Linked DNA regions of Pan troglodytes: all the other regions are linked to region 4. A link is a contact called in public HiChIP or PLAC-seq data. All regions are on one chromosome and are shown on one strand. Each heading gives the region's core, a stretch centred on a gene start, on an enhancer-like site or on the middle of the called end of the contact. The rest is flanking DNA. Distances are from core to core; before and after follow the strand shown. Region 1 holds the start of NCKIPSD (NCK interacting protein with SH3 domain). Region 2 holds the start of CELSR3 (cadherin EGF LAG seven-pass G-type receptor 3). Region 3 holds the start of SLC26A6 (solute carrier family 26 member 6). Region 4 holds the start of TREX1 (three prime repair exonuclease 1).

Region 1 (3,023 bases), core at 85-2,584, 220 kb after region 4:
CGCGGCCAGCCACCAGTGCGCGCTGCTTCGCTCTAGCACCAGGAAGGTCTCGCCCGCGGCGAACGCCAGCGCGTTGGGCTCCGCCGAGCGGAACGCGTACAGCGCGCGGTACATGAGGCCGGGCAGGGCAGGTGCAGGGAAGGTGGCAAGGGCTGCGGAGCCACAACGCCAGGCCGGGAGCGCCGAGCCGCGCCGCGGTCGTCCCGAACCGTGACACACTACGCAAGCGCGCGCGGGCGCGCGCGCCCTCCCGCCGAAGCCCCGCCCTGGGCTGTATCGTTCCACGCATCGGAGAGCAGCGCCCCCGCGCGGCCCCAAGAGGTGCGGCGGGGCTGGGGTCGACAGCTCGCTGTCTCCTCTGGTCCCTCCCGGCTCCAGGCCCCTCATCCCCGGACACCACACCCTCACTCCTCACCCCGGCCTCAGTTTCACCCGTCCAGCCCTCTGCTCCCTTTCCCCGCTTAAGTCCGAGCGCTGCGTCCCGTCCTACCTCCCGGTGAAAGCGCGCTCCGCTCGTAGCGGGTGCGCCCCTGCCGCCCTGGGGCAGTGGGTCCCATCTACTAATTGCAAGGACGGCGACCTCGAAAGGATGATCTTGCTGATCCGACACTTGGAAGCCCCCGCGGGGCCCGGCTCTCGGTGTGTCTAGGCCTCACCACCTGTCTTCACCGAGTGCCGGTGGTGGCCAGTGGGGAGCAAGTGTGGGGAGAAGGGGGCCACAAAAGCAGAAACCAGGCGGGGCTATTCCCTGTCTAAAGCCCTCCCATCTTTGCTCCCCACCCCTACTCCTCCTCTCTCTTCAGCTATGGCTGTTTTTCTCTATATTGGGCCTTTGCATATTCTGTTCCCTCTACCTGGGACAATTTTCCCTTCCCTCTCCTATAGTATTTGTCCGTCAAGCTCCCACCCCCATCAATCGCTATCATCTTGCTGTGTTTTATTGTCTTTATAGGACTTAAGATTTGCGATGCCCCTTTCTGAGAGCATAGAGGAGGGCTGAAAGAGGGAGTGGGGTACCACGGTGGCCTTAAGAGCCTATTTGATCCACCCAGCTTTCCAGTCAGCCCAGATCTCCAGATATATGAAATCCTTGTAATGAGTGCCTGGAAGACCCAGGGAAGAGGCCCTCAGGGTCCTGGAGAGACTGTGGCTGAGAATGGTCCAGCTACGCTCCACAGGAAGCCCGAGCCCAGGAAGCAGGAGGCGTGTACAGGCCAGTGTGTGCAAGTTTTCTATTTTTATCTGTATTTATTTTTTGAGACAGGTTCTTGCTCTGTCGTCCAGGCTGGAGTGCAGTGGGATGATCAAGCTCATTGCAGCCTTGACCTTCCAGGCTCAAGCCTACTGTCTCTGGGACTACAGGCATGCACCACCACACTCAGCTTTTTTTTTTTTTTTTTAAGTAGAGACAAGGTCTTGCTATGTTGCTCTGGCTAGTCTCAAATTCCCGGACTCAAGCAGTCCTCCCACCTTGGCCTTCCAGTGTTGGGATTATGGGTGTTATCCCGTAATCTGTCTGACCCAGTTGCCTATTTTTAGGCCTAAAGTACATAGGCCTAGTGTGAGGTTCAGGTGAGGGGTAGAACTGCTAGAAACTGACATCCAGACCCTGCCTTCTCTGCACCAGGTCTGGCTCTGCAGTTCAAGACCTCTCTTGGCCCTTCCTCCTCCCAGAAGCCCTCCTGGGGCAGAGCAGAATCTCGGGGTCTGTGCTGTCTGGGACTGCCTGAAGAATAAGACTGGTGAAATTGCAATGGGGACTAGGGCTGGGCAGGAGTGGTGACAGGTGGTGTGGCCAAGAGGACCACCCTACCTACCCAAACACGCCTTTTTATGGTACCCTCCATCACCTGGGCCCCTTTACAACACAGTCCATGGCTGCCAATGGACCAGACCCGAGGCTAGAGACCCTAGTATTGCTTCCAGGACATCTATCACAATAGCCAGCCAATTAGCTGCTGCCAGTGGCATAGGAGGGATTAAAAGCTGGACCCAAGGTTTGGATCACCTGCTATCTAATTGGCTTAAGCTGCATACGGCCCATGAGAAGACCTGTGTCAAGCGTCATGTGGTTTTTGGATAGAGGTGCTGAGACACTTAGCCAGCACAGACCCCAGAAGGTATGTAAGTTGGGGATCCTTTCTGGGTAACCTTCAGGATGCTGGGTTGGAGACTGTACACCATGCCAAGAGGCTGTGCTGACTTTAGGATCCATGGGGTGGGGGTGGCAGCCAGGAGAATACTGAGCCAGGGAGGTGGTCACAGCATGTGGTGAGGCTTGGGAGGGGGACTGCCTGCCCTTGGAAAGAATGACAGGAGCACTATATACAATAAACAAAAAGATTTGTATTAGAACATATACACTCAGGGAAGAAAGAGGTATCATCATCAAATGTGGAATGTTGAAGAAATAGTTAAAATAAATAAAGACTCCAAGCACAGCTGGGACTGGCTCAGGCTGGGGCTCACAGAGGCCACTGCACATCAGCTCCAGGCTGCAGGAGCCACCACCTGGCCATACTGGCCTCCTCCCTGACGCAGCACAGCTGTGCCTGGGACACAGAGTCGCTCTCAAGTACTGGAGCAGCTAGCAAGCTCACTCCCCACTCTCCTCACTTATCTCTGTGACAATGTCTATCAGGCTCTGGAGCCCGAAGATATAGCCAGCATCCTGGCCCTCATGCACCACGGTGTCCTCGCCATACAGCCTGCAGGTGGTGTGTGCAAAGTCGATCATGCGCACATCTACAGAGCTGGCGCCGATGGGTTTGTAGGCATAGGCACCAGCAGACTCATCAGCTGATTCCTCTGACAGGTCCTCCAAATCCTCAGCATCTGAGTCCAGGACCACTTCGGGCCGCTCCTTGCCATCATAGATGACCAGCAGGGAGCTTGAGTAGAAGCGGTAGGACTCCTGTCGCTCCAACACTGCCTTGAGCTCAGTCAGCTTCTTGAGCACAGGGCCCAGGAGTTCACGGCGCAGGTACCGCCCATTGTGGAAGAACTGGAAAAGTGCCTCCTTG
Region 2 (2,733 bases), core at 182-2,681, 200 kb after region 4:
CCTCGCCGGCGTCCGGGTCCTGAGCAACCACGCGTAGCACCGCGGTGCCTGCTGCCTCATTCTCCGGCACCAGCGTCTGGTAGTTGTACTGCGGAAACTGCGGGTGGCGGTTTGCGGCGCGACGAAAGCGTGCCCGGTTCGCCGAGGTTATTTTCCTGGCTTCAGGACGGGCCGGGAGTCCCGGGGGACGCGGCCCGGGGCGCTGCGGGAGGAAGCGGCGGCGGAAGAGACCCCGGGAGCGCATGCGCTTGGGCGCCGGCTCGGGAGCTGTCCGAGACTCGCGGGGTGCTGAACCTGATGCAGGAGCTGTCCTCGCCGTGCGTGGTGCTGAATCCAGCTCGGGGCCAGATCCCGAGGCCCCTGGAAGACAGTTCCGCCGGGGGGCTGTCCTTTCTGCTCCGGATGTCGTGGCTCTCTCGCCCTGACCCTTGCTCCCTGTTGCCCATAATTCCCCACAGCAGCGCGCGGTGCCCACTCTTTTGCGGGAGCCTGTCCCAGCGTTCCGCTGGGAGGACACCGGCTTGGGACCGTGGTGCCGAATCAAAAAGTCTGAAGGGAGGGGCGAGCTGTTCCCCGAGCCCGGGACCCCTGAGGACAGAGCCCCTGGTGACAGACTACCTCTTTGCAAAGGTCCTGTCCGCCCGCAAGAGGAGACCTCTGGGCGCCAGTATAACACAGACCCTGGTCCCTGTCCTGTCTCTCGTTCGCGGCTGCCCAATGGCTGGACGCCGTGTTCAATCCCCAGCTCCTCGTTCGGCTGCTCAGGGGGCCCTCGACTATTCCGGGCGCTTTGCCTTCTCCCTCGGAGCCCCACGAAGATAGGCTCCCTGACCCCCAGGCCAGGCCCCCCATCCTCCCGGACCCCGGAAGACTCCGGACAAAGAGCTAAGGCTCCGCCACCGATATGCGCCCTTGGCCCCGTAGTGGCAGCTAAGCCTGGGTCCCAGCCCTGGTGCCCACCGCCCCCCAGCTCCTCCTGGCTGAGGGGGAACAAAGAGAGGAGAAGGAGCAGGAGTATGGGGGTCGACCGTCCCCCGAGGCCCCGCCACGGCGGCCGCCTCGCCATCATCCCCCGCCTCCCTGCACGGCCTCCACCGCCCCCCGCCCCGGTCCGGGCCTTGGGCTGGCCCCGCCGCTCGGGCCCCCTCCCGGGCCCCTGCCGCCGCCCCGGGCCCCCGCCCCTCCGCCTGTCTCTCCGCACCCCCGCCGCCCTCTGGGCACCATCTACTCCGCGGCCGGAGCCCCTCCGGCGTGCGGCCCTGGCTTTTTCCGCCCCCACCACAGCATCCCCGACGCTGCTGCCGCCTCCCGCCGCTCCAACATGGCTCCCGGCCGCCCCGATGGTTCGCTCCACCTCTGCCCCGGCGCCCGAAACACGGTGGTACAACCCATCGCGCATGGCAGCTCTGAGGACCGAAGATGTTGCCGCCATCTTTATTGAGGACGTGAGCGTTGCTCCTGGTGCTGAACAGAGCGCGGAGGTTCGCCGTCGTTGGGTCCGCCCTCCCGATTTTCGGTCGCCGCCTTCACCCACCTCCCTCCTTCTAGGGCGCTGTCCCAGCTCCGTCTCCCAGCCTTTTTCTGTCCTTCCAGATCTCTTGTTCCCCCTTCCTGACCACTAGTTCTGAACCGTGTCCCGGATTTTGGTCTGAAATTTTGGTGCCCATGAGCGTTCTCATAGCTCTGGGAGGGGGTACTGTGTGAAATCCTGGGGTAGAGGGGACGATGGCTGGACAGGGGTCTGGGGTGCCAGCACCCCGAACAATAGCTTTAACTATCCCATCAGCTAGTTTTATGAAACATGTCGCGACCACCTGCTTGTTTGGATCGCCCCTGCGGAGCAGGGACCAGAGATGACCCTCCCGAGGCGGGAGCAGAGGCCAAATTCTTCCCTGCCTTGCTGGTCCCCAGCAGTCTCCCGGGCTCGGGGACCCTTCACTGGAGGCTGCACCCCCTCCCAGGCTGCGAGTCCCGAGTGCTCTGGGATGCCACGTGGAGCCCGGCGTTGCCCCATGGCTGCGGGCCCCGCTTCTTCGGGTCCCCGCCCCTCGTCCGTCACGACCGCATGCCTTAACCCCTTGAAGGGACTGACACAGAAACTCAGTCCTCCCACCACCCTCGGTGCATTCCAGCTCTCCCTGCGTAACTCCTGGCACGCGCCGGTCTCGCCAGGCCAATGGGTGGACCTGGCGCAACAGACGTCACGAGAGGAGCGGAGGCGAGGGGTGAACGCAGAGCACTCCAATCAGTCAGTCATTGTTTCTATTGGCACAATGGGAGGCCCCGCCCCTCACGGCGGACTCATCGCATGGGGGAGGGGGCTCCGCGGGTTGCCGGCTAACCGTGAGAGATAGTCCGGGAGGTACACTATACGGACTGGCCTCCAAAGGCGGAATCGATAACGAGCTGCAGCGCCGGGTGCAGAGGACGCGGGCATCCCGAAGCCCAGGAAGAGGTCAGGGCCGGGACCCCAGAACGCTCCACAGGGTGCGGCTCCCGCGATGGGGTGGATCCTGGTTCTAACAGGCGAGGAACTCCTGGCCAAGGCCTCTGGCCCGCCCCGAACGGTCCCTATGACATCACCATCAACCAATCAGTCGGCGCATCCTTTCGCCCCTTGACTGCTCCGCTTCCGGGAGGCGGGGCTTCTGCGGGTTCCACCTCCCGAGCGCCCCTTGTGGCTACCAAGGACAGGCAACAGGTGTCCAGTTGTTCCCTCTCCTGTCTACGAAT
Region 3 (2,938 bases), core at 49-2,548, 170 kb after region 4:
ACCCACTTGAAGTGGGGGAAAGAGCTCACCTGGGAATAGAAGCTTTCAAGGGGAATCTCACCTAGAGGGATCTCTGACCTACCAGGGAATCTTTACCAGCCTGGCAAGTTCTGATACAGGGGGAATCTTCCCTCTGCCCAGAGGCACCTACTTGAAGTCAGAGAAAGATCTCACATGGGAAGAAAAGACCTAGAGGGAGAGGGTTCTCACCTGGGGGGTACTCTCCCATAAAGAAAGCTCTGACCTGGGGCGAGGCTCCCACGTGGAATGGGGAAAAGCTGTCACCTGGGAATAGATCTCACAGAAGGATCTTACCTGGGGGAAAACTCTAGCCTGTTGGGGAAGCTTTCACCAGTCAGGAAAGTTCTGATCTAGGAAAAGCCCTGACCTGGGGAGAGGATCCCATTTGAGGGACAGGAACTCACCTGGGAAGCGCCTCTAACCTGGCTGTACTGTTGGAGGAGTGTGGAGTGGGTGCAAGGAAGATCCTCAGAGACTCTTGGGACCGCTATCTCAAGGAGATCGTAGAGCCCCCTCTCCTTTCCTACGTGAGTCACTCAGGTCTTCTTAAAGGGCTCCCTCCCCCGACAACTTGGGACCCGCGTTTGGAGGGCGGAGCCTTGATCATTGGCCCCTCCCCGTAGGAAGGCAACTGGGGCCAGAAAGGCCGGAGCGCTCACTCCGGGGTCAGTGGAGCTGGGTGGACTCGGGACTCAGCTGAAAGCAGCTAGTCCACGGGCCGCTGCCAGGGACTCCCGGCCCCCACGCACCCCCGCCGGCACATCTCCTGGCCGGGCTCCTCCGCACGCAGCTGCCTCCCTGTGGCCCGGGATGGCCCTCGGGCGTCACACCAGCGGCTTTCCGCACAGCCCAAGGGACTGCGGTCGCGCCGGCTCCCGCCCCCACCCCTTGCTGCAGAGGGGCAGCCGCCTGCAGAAAATCGGCAGAGGTAAACCGAGGCGTCGCAAGCGGAGAATGCCTGCTCCAGCGAGGCGCTCGCGCGGGACTACCGGGAATGTGCGCTGAACTCACCCCGACGCATCCGCCAGCCCCATGGCTCGCAAGTTGTCCGGTGCGGGCTGCTCCTGCTGCTCTGGCTAGAGGCCGCTACGCTCCGGAAGGCGGCGCCGGGACCGGGTGAGGCCAGCTGCGCTCTCCCGGGGGCTAATCCCGGGGCAGGACGGGGAGGCTTGGGCCAATCAGCGCGCTGGGGCGGGGCCTAAGTGGCGCGCGCCGGGCGGGGAGAGACTGGAGAAGGAGGATTTAACCGCTTCCTCCCCGGCGACTTGGCCTATGAGGCCTCTCGCTGCTCGCCCGGCCCTCTGCCCGGAGCTGGATGGGACTGCAGAACTGGAACTAAGCACCCGCGCCGGGCTGGCCGCAGTCGCGCCCCCAGGCCCTGAGTAGGTTGGAGCTGATCCCAGGTCCTGGCTCAGCGGAAGGTGCTCACGGAGTGGGAAAAGGAAACTCCACTGGCCGGTGACCCCAGCCTTAACTCGTAGGGGATCCAGGTCTGTGGGGCCTCTCTTGCCTTCAGCTGAGAGCGCCACCCGCAGGCTTTCTGCGACTACGCATCTCTTTGAGACCCGGAGCCGACGGTCCCCAAGTCCTCCCCTTTAACTCTGGCCACCCAGGCCAGAAATGGTTGGAGGATCCCCTCCGCTGCACTAAGCACAGCCCGGACGTAGCTCCCAGCAGGTTACTGCGCGGGCCGCCGAGGAGAATGGTGGGGGTCAGTGCTGTTGGGTGGGCAAGGCAGGAACTGCAAGAGCAGTTCCTCAGGTTGGTTTCACCGCAGGTGAGGGCAAAAAATGCCGGGTCAGGGCTGCAGACCCTGAAGAATTAGGAAGTCCTGTTGCCGTTGCCTTGACCAGCGGGGAGGTTTCCCTTAGCACCTTATTTTCAGCACCTGTGCTCCAACATCAGGCCCCAATCACAAAGTGAGGGGCCAGATTTCAAGGTGAAAGAGATCTGCCATGAAATGGGCTAAAAATAGCTGGATATTCTTGGGAGGGGCTCAGATTCCTCCCAAAGGTCAGTCTGGCTTGAATCATTCACAGCTTCCATCCTACCTCCCCAGCCCCCAACAGGAAAAGGCAACAACTGTTTTCTATAGAAGTTTATTCCCAAAACAGAGCGCGGCTTCACGGAACAATTTACACAGACAGGAAAGAGGGCCGCTGGGCTGGAGGAGGGGAACCCCAGAGAGGGGCATCTACGAAACCTAGGACATAGTAAAGACACCCTCCCACCCCCAGCAGGCCACTCAGCCCTTCAAGAGCTGGGGTCCTTCTCGGTAAGGAGAGTTTGGGTCCTGGCTGGTGGGATTTAGCTCCAGTCAGGGAAGTAGAATTTCTAATCTCCCAGGAAACTGCTTCCCAAGAGTATGCATGGGGTGGTGGGTGAGGAGGTGTCTGCACAGACCACCCCCCAACCCTGCACAGCCACTCTCCCCAGTGGTTAGAGGACGCCTACTCTCAAGGTCTTCTGGGTCTGCTGTTAAACGGGACTCAAGGCTGACCTTCGGCCTGGGAGAGCTGGGGGTTAGAGAAAACCCCTCAAGATGGCCAGGTCAGGGTCCTCACAGGTGGGTCCTCCAAGTCCCTCTCCCACTTTCCCTACCTTTCACTTGTAAACAAAGGAAAAAAAGTTATCTACTGTAAACAAAGTGTAAAACTCAAAGTTTTGAGTTGTAAACAAAGTAAAAACATTTTTTGAATCTGGACTTGTAAACAGTAACAAAATTTTAAAGTCTTCAGTTCTGGACAGCAGACAAAATAGCAAAAGTAAGAGTTTTGTGAACAGGGTCGTAACAGTCATTTTTCCCTTTTTAAGGGAATAAAGGAGGAGTGGAACGGAGTCACTTCCTGCAGCCCAGGTGCCTAGGGCCACGGAGGATCCTGTAAACATAGGAGGCAGTGGCACCTACATTCTGGGT
Region 4 (2,989 bases), core at 397-2,896:
TGGCGGACCACGACCAGCTGGCACCTCAGCTCTGTTCCCACTCAGGTAAAGCAGGGTGGGGCGGGCGTCTAGACTGCTCCTGCAGATCAAGGGAAGGGTTGGGGTGGGAACAGGGTCAAGGGCCTCAGAGGGCTTCTGCAGTATGTAGCCCACGCTCTTCATGAGAAAGGGCACCCTGAGTGAGAGGTGCGCTATCCTTTTCAGAAGGCTGCCTCCTGCTGCTGCTGTACATGTACATCACATCACGGCCTGACAGAGTGGCCTTGGAGACACAATGGCTCCAGCTGGAACAAGAGGTAAAAACTCCAGAGCCCCTTCTGGACACTGTCCCCACCCCATCCTAAGAACCAACAGAATATCCTTTCTTTCTGCTGAGGAGAAACGGAGCTTTAATTCATTTTAGTAACAAGAGTTGATAAAGCAACTAAAGAGGTAAACTCAGTTTGGGGGCTGTGCACCACACAGATGCAATGCAGACAGGACTTGGCAGAGTTGCCTGATGACTGATCCTGTCTTGGCTTTGGGACTTGGGGGCAGAATAGGGGGCTGGAGGCAGGTGGGTTGCTGGTGACACATGAGTGCTTGTCCTGGGTCTGCCCTGGGAAGGTCCCACACCACTTCTTGGACCCCATTTGTGCAGACAAACAGTTGCTGAAGCAAGTGAACTCTTATAGAAGCTTAAGAAAACCCTCGCAGGGACTGGTCTCCTTCTGCCCAGGATGGAACCAATCTGTTCTTGTTCTAGGTGGTGTGGCTCCTGGCTAAGCTTGGTGTGCAGAGCCCCTTGCCCCCAGTCACTGGCTCCAACTGCCAGTGTAATGTGGAGGTGAGTGGGTAGGGGCCAACAGCTGGCAGCTCTGGTGGTAAGGGGGCCCCGTGCAAGGACTGTAGGCCCCACTGCAAACCCCCTCACCTGAGGTGGCTAGGCTGAGCGGATTGTTAGGGTGCAGGCCATGGTGGCACCAAACCTCAGTCTGCACCCCCTCTCAGGTGGTCAGAGCGCTCACGGTGATGTTGCACAGACAGTGGCTGACAGTGCGGAGGGCAGGGGGACCCCCAAGGACCGACCAGCAGAGGCGGACAGTGCGCTGTCTGCGGGACACGGTGCTGCTGCTGCACGGCCTATCGCAGAAGGACAAGCTCTTCATGATGCACTGCGTGGAGGTCCTGCATCAGTTTGACCAGGTGATGCCGGGGGTCAGCATGCTCATCCGAGGGCTTCCTGATGTGACCGACTGTGAAGGTAAGCCTGCCAGAGGCCATCCTGCCCAGCCCCCACGGCTTCTTCCAGAGGTTCCCCAACAAGTCAGATTCCTGGGTGTCCCCTCAGCAGGCCCCCGCCCACTGCAGCCTGTTCCAGCACTGGGGCCATTTTCTTTTATCTTCCTGCCTCAGTTCTTCTCCAAGCATATTGGGATGCCTTTTGCATCTATCTGTTGAGTGTGCCTGGCAGAGCCACGGTTTTTCCAGAAATAGCCGTGTCTGAATTGCCTTTGTATCACTTTGTTTGCAGTAGCTGAGGGAGCAGGGCCTGGGTGTGGAAGGGACTGGTTAGTTCCTGCGGACGTTGGGGGAGGAGAGGTGGGACCTGCCCTAGGCCCTGGCACCTTTGGGCCCTCACCAGGAACCTCTCCTTTTTGTCTCAGAGGCAGCCCTGGATGACCTCTGTGCCGCGGAAACCGATGTGGAAGACCCCGAGGTGGAGTGTGGCTGAGGCCCTGAGTGTCCAGCCACATGGTGGCACCAGCACCACTCCTTTCCTTACCACATCAACTGATTAAAGCAGTGACCAGCAGGAACTGCCCAGAGAACTGGCTGGCCTTGTTTCCTGAGTCTGATCTGTTTGGCAGAGTGGGAGGGGTGGAGCAGGACCCGGACCCTGAGTGGCTGGGATCCTTCTTCCTGTCCCTGGCTGTTGCTGAGCCCGTCCCCATGGTAACTGATCTGCCTTGAGGAAGGAGCCCTGCCCTGCCTGTGGAATTGTCCTGAGTCATTGCTTTGGGCTGGGGCCATGGGAAGAAACCATTGTGTGGCAGGGAAGGAGGTGGCTCTTGGCCCAGGCCTAAACCAGGAAAGCCTGGGAAACTGGGACCCACAGGTGGGCATGAAAGGGCCGCAGCAGGGGCTCCCAGCAGTGTGTAAGACCTGGAGCTGGTCTGGCACCACTGCCCTGGTCCTTCCAGCTGCCTGTCACTGGTATGATGGCCCCGGTGCATTGTGCCACCAGCAGGCCACAGCTGTGGATCTTGGAAGGCCTCTGGGGTCCCCCGGGAGCGGGGGAGTGGGTGTGGGGGGGGACGGATGGTGGTGAGAGGGACAGACCAGGCAGGCTGATGAGCAGGGCGGGCCTGGCTCACGTGGGCCTGTAGGCGGGCCCGGCTCACGTGGGCCTGTAGGCGGGCCCGGCTCACGTGGGCCTGTAGGCGGGCCCACGCCAAGTTTCACTTCCCGCCACTGCTGCCAGCGAGAGCCGCGGGAGAGTGTGCAGCCGAGTCACTACTGCCTGCCTGCCTGCCTGCCTGCTACGGTGAGTGTGGCCCCCCCAATGGGATGGCGCAGGGCAGGAGGGCCATGGGTTCCCCCACCCCAGACTAAGGGGGCACTAGGGGAGGGGCCGAGTCATGTGAGGAGGGAGCCCCTCTCAGACAGTCGAATGTGCTGGTCCCACTAAGGAAACCACCTCACCCTCTCCAACTTCCTGCCTGAAAATGGGCCCTGGAGCTCGCAGACAGGGCAGGATTGTGCAGGGAAGGCCTGAGATGTGCTTCTGCCCACCCCCTACCCCACTCCCTCCTCTTCGGATCTTAACACTGGGCACTCACACACCCATCCCATGCTCCTCCCCAGGCTCAGCGGCAGGTACGTACCCAACCATGGGCTCGCAGGCCCTGCCCCCGGGGCCCATGCAGACCCTCATCTTTTTCGACATGGAGGCCACTGGCTTGCCCTTCTCCCAGCCCAAGGTCACGGAGCTGTGCCTGCTGGCTGT

The links. HiChIP or PLAC-seq counts read pairs in DNA pulled down with a chosen protein or histone mark.
Region 1: a contact with region 4 is called in an H3K4me3 HiChIP or PLAC-seq map of stem cell-derived excitatory neurons, with 10 times the contacts expected there. The contact joins the promoter of NCKIPSD here to the promoter of TREX1 in region 4. A contact is called at or near these places in 1 of 7 Hi-C or Micro-C datasets (stem cell-derived neural progenitor cells) and 1 of 1 datasets of contacts at active chromatin or transcription factors (stem cell-derived excitatory neurons).
Region 2: a contact with region 4 is called in an H3K4me3 HiChIP or PLAC-seq map of stem cell-derived excitatory neurons, with 12 times the contacts expected there. The contact joins the promoter of CELSR3 here to the promoter of TREX1 in region 4. A contact is called at or near these places in 2 of 7 Hi-C or Micro-C datasets (induced pluripotent stem cells and stem cell-derived neural progenitor cells) and 1 of 1 datasets of contacts at active chromatin or transcription factors (stem cell-derived excitatory neurons).
Region 3: a contact with region 4 is called in an H3K4me3 HiChIP or PLAC-seq map of stem cell-derived excitatory neurons, with 13 times the contacts expected there. The contact joins the promoter of SLC26A6 here to the promoter of TREX1 in region 4. A contact is called at or near these places in 1 of 7 Hi-C or Micro-C datasets (stem cell-derived neural progenitor cells) and 1 of 1 datasets of contacts at active chromatin or transcription factors (stem cell-derived excitatory neurons).

What each region holds. Positions count from the first base shown.
Region 1 is chr2:52,714,151-52,717,173 of NHGRI_mPanTro3-v2.0_pri, forward strand. NCKIPSD (NCK interacting protein with SH3 domain) reads right to left here and starts at 1,335. Exons shown (of 13, transcript XM_054681833.2): 1 at 491-1,335. It overlaps IP6K2 (inositol hexakisphosphate kinase 2), which reads right to left. Exons shown (of 9, transcript XM_016941061.4): 9 at 2,327-3,023. The coding sequence ends at 2,597.
Region 2 is chr2:52,690,015-52,692,747 of NHGRI_mPanTro3-v2.0_pri, forward strand. It overlaps CELSR3 (cadherin EGF LAG seven-pass G-type receptor 3), which reads right to left and starts at 1,432. Exons shown (of 35, transcript XR_010155192.1): 1 at 1-1,432. It overlaps LOC107970638 (a long non-coding RNA gene), which reads left to right and starts at 2,623. Exons shown (of 4, transcript XR_001713329.2): 1 at 2,623-2,701.
Region 3 is chr2:52,662,828-52,665,765 of NHGRI_mPanTro3-v2.0_pri, forward strand. It overlaps SLC26A6 (solute carrier family 26 member 6), which reads right to left and starts at 1,299. Exons shown (of 21, transcript XM_063805750.1): 1 at 1,033-1,299. The coding sequence starts at 1,055. CELSR3 (cadherin EGF LAG seven-pass G-type receptor 3) reads right to left here. Exons shown (of 35, transcript XR_010155192.1): 35 at 2,105-2,938.
Region 4 is chr2:52,492,840-52,495,828 of NHGRI_mPanTro3-v2.0_pri, forward strand. It overlaps TREX1 (three prime repair exonuclease 1), which reads left to right and starts at 1,647. Exons shown (of 2, transcript XM_024355459.3): 1 at 1,647-2,527; 2 at 2,848-2,989. The coding sequence starts at 2,874. It overlaps ATRIP (ATR interacting protein), which reads left to right. Exons shown (of 12, transcript XM_063805739.1): 8 at 1-45; 9 at 205-296; 10 at 746-826; 11 at 991-1,243; 12 at 1,647-1,811. The coding sequence ends at 1,714.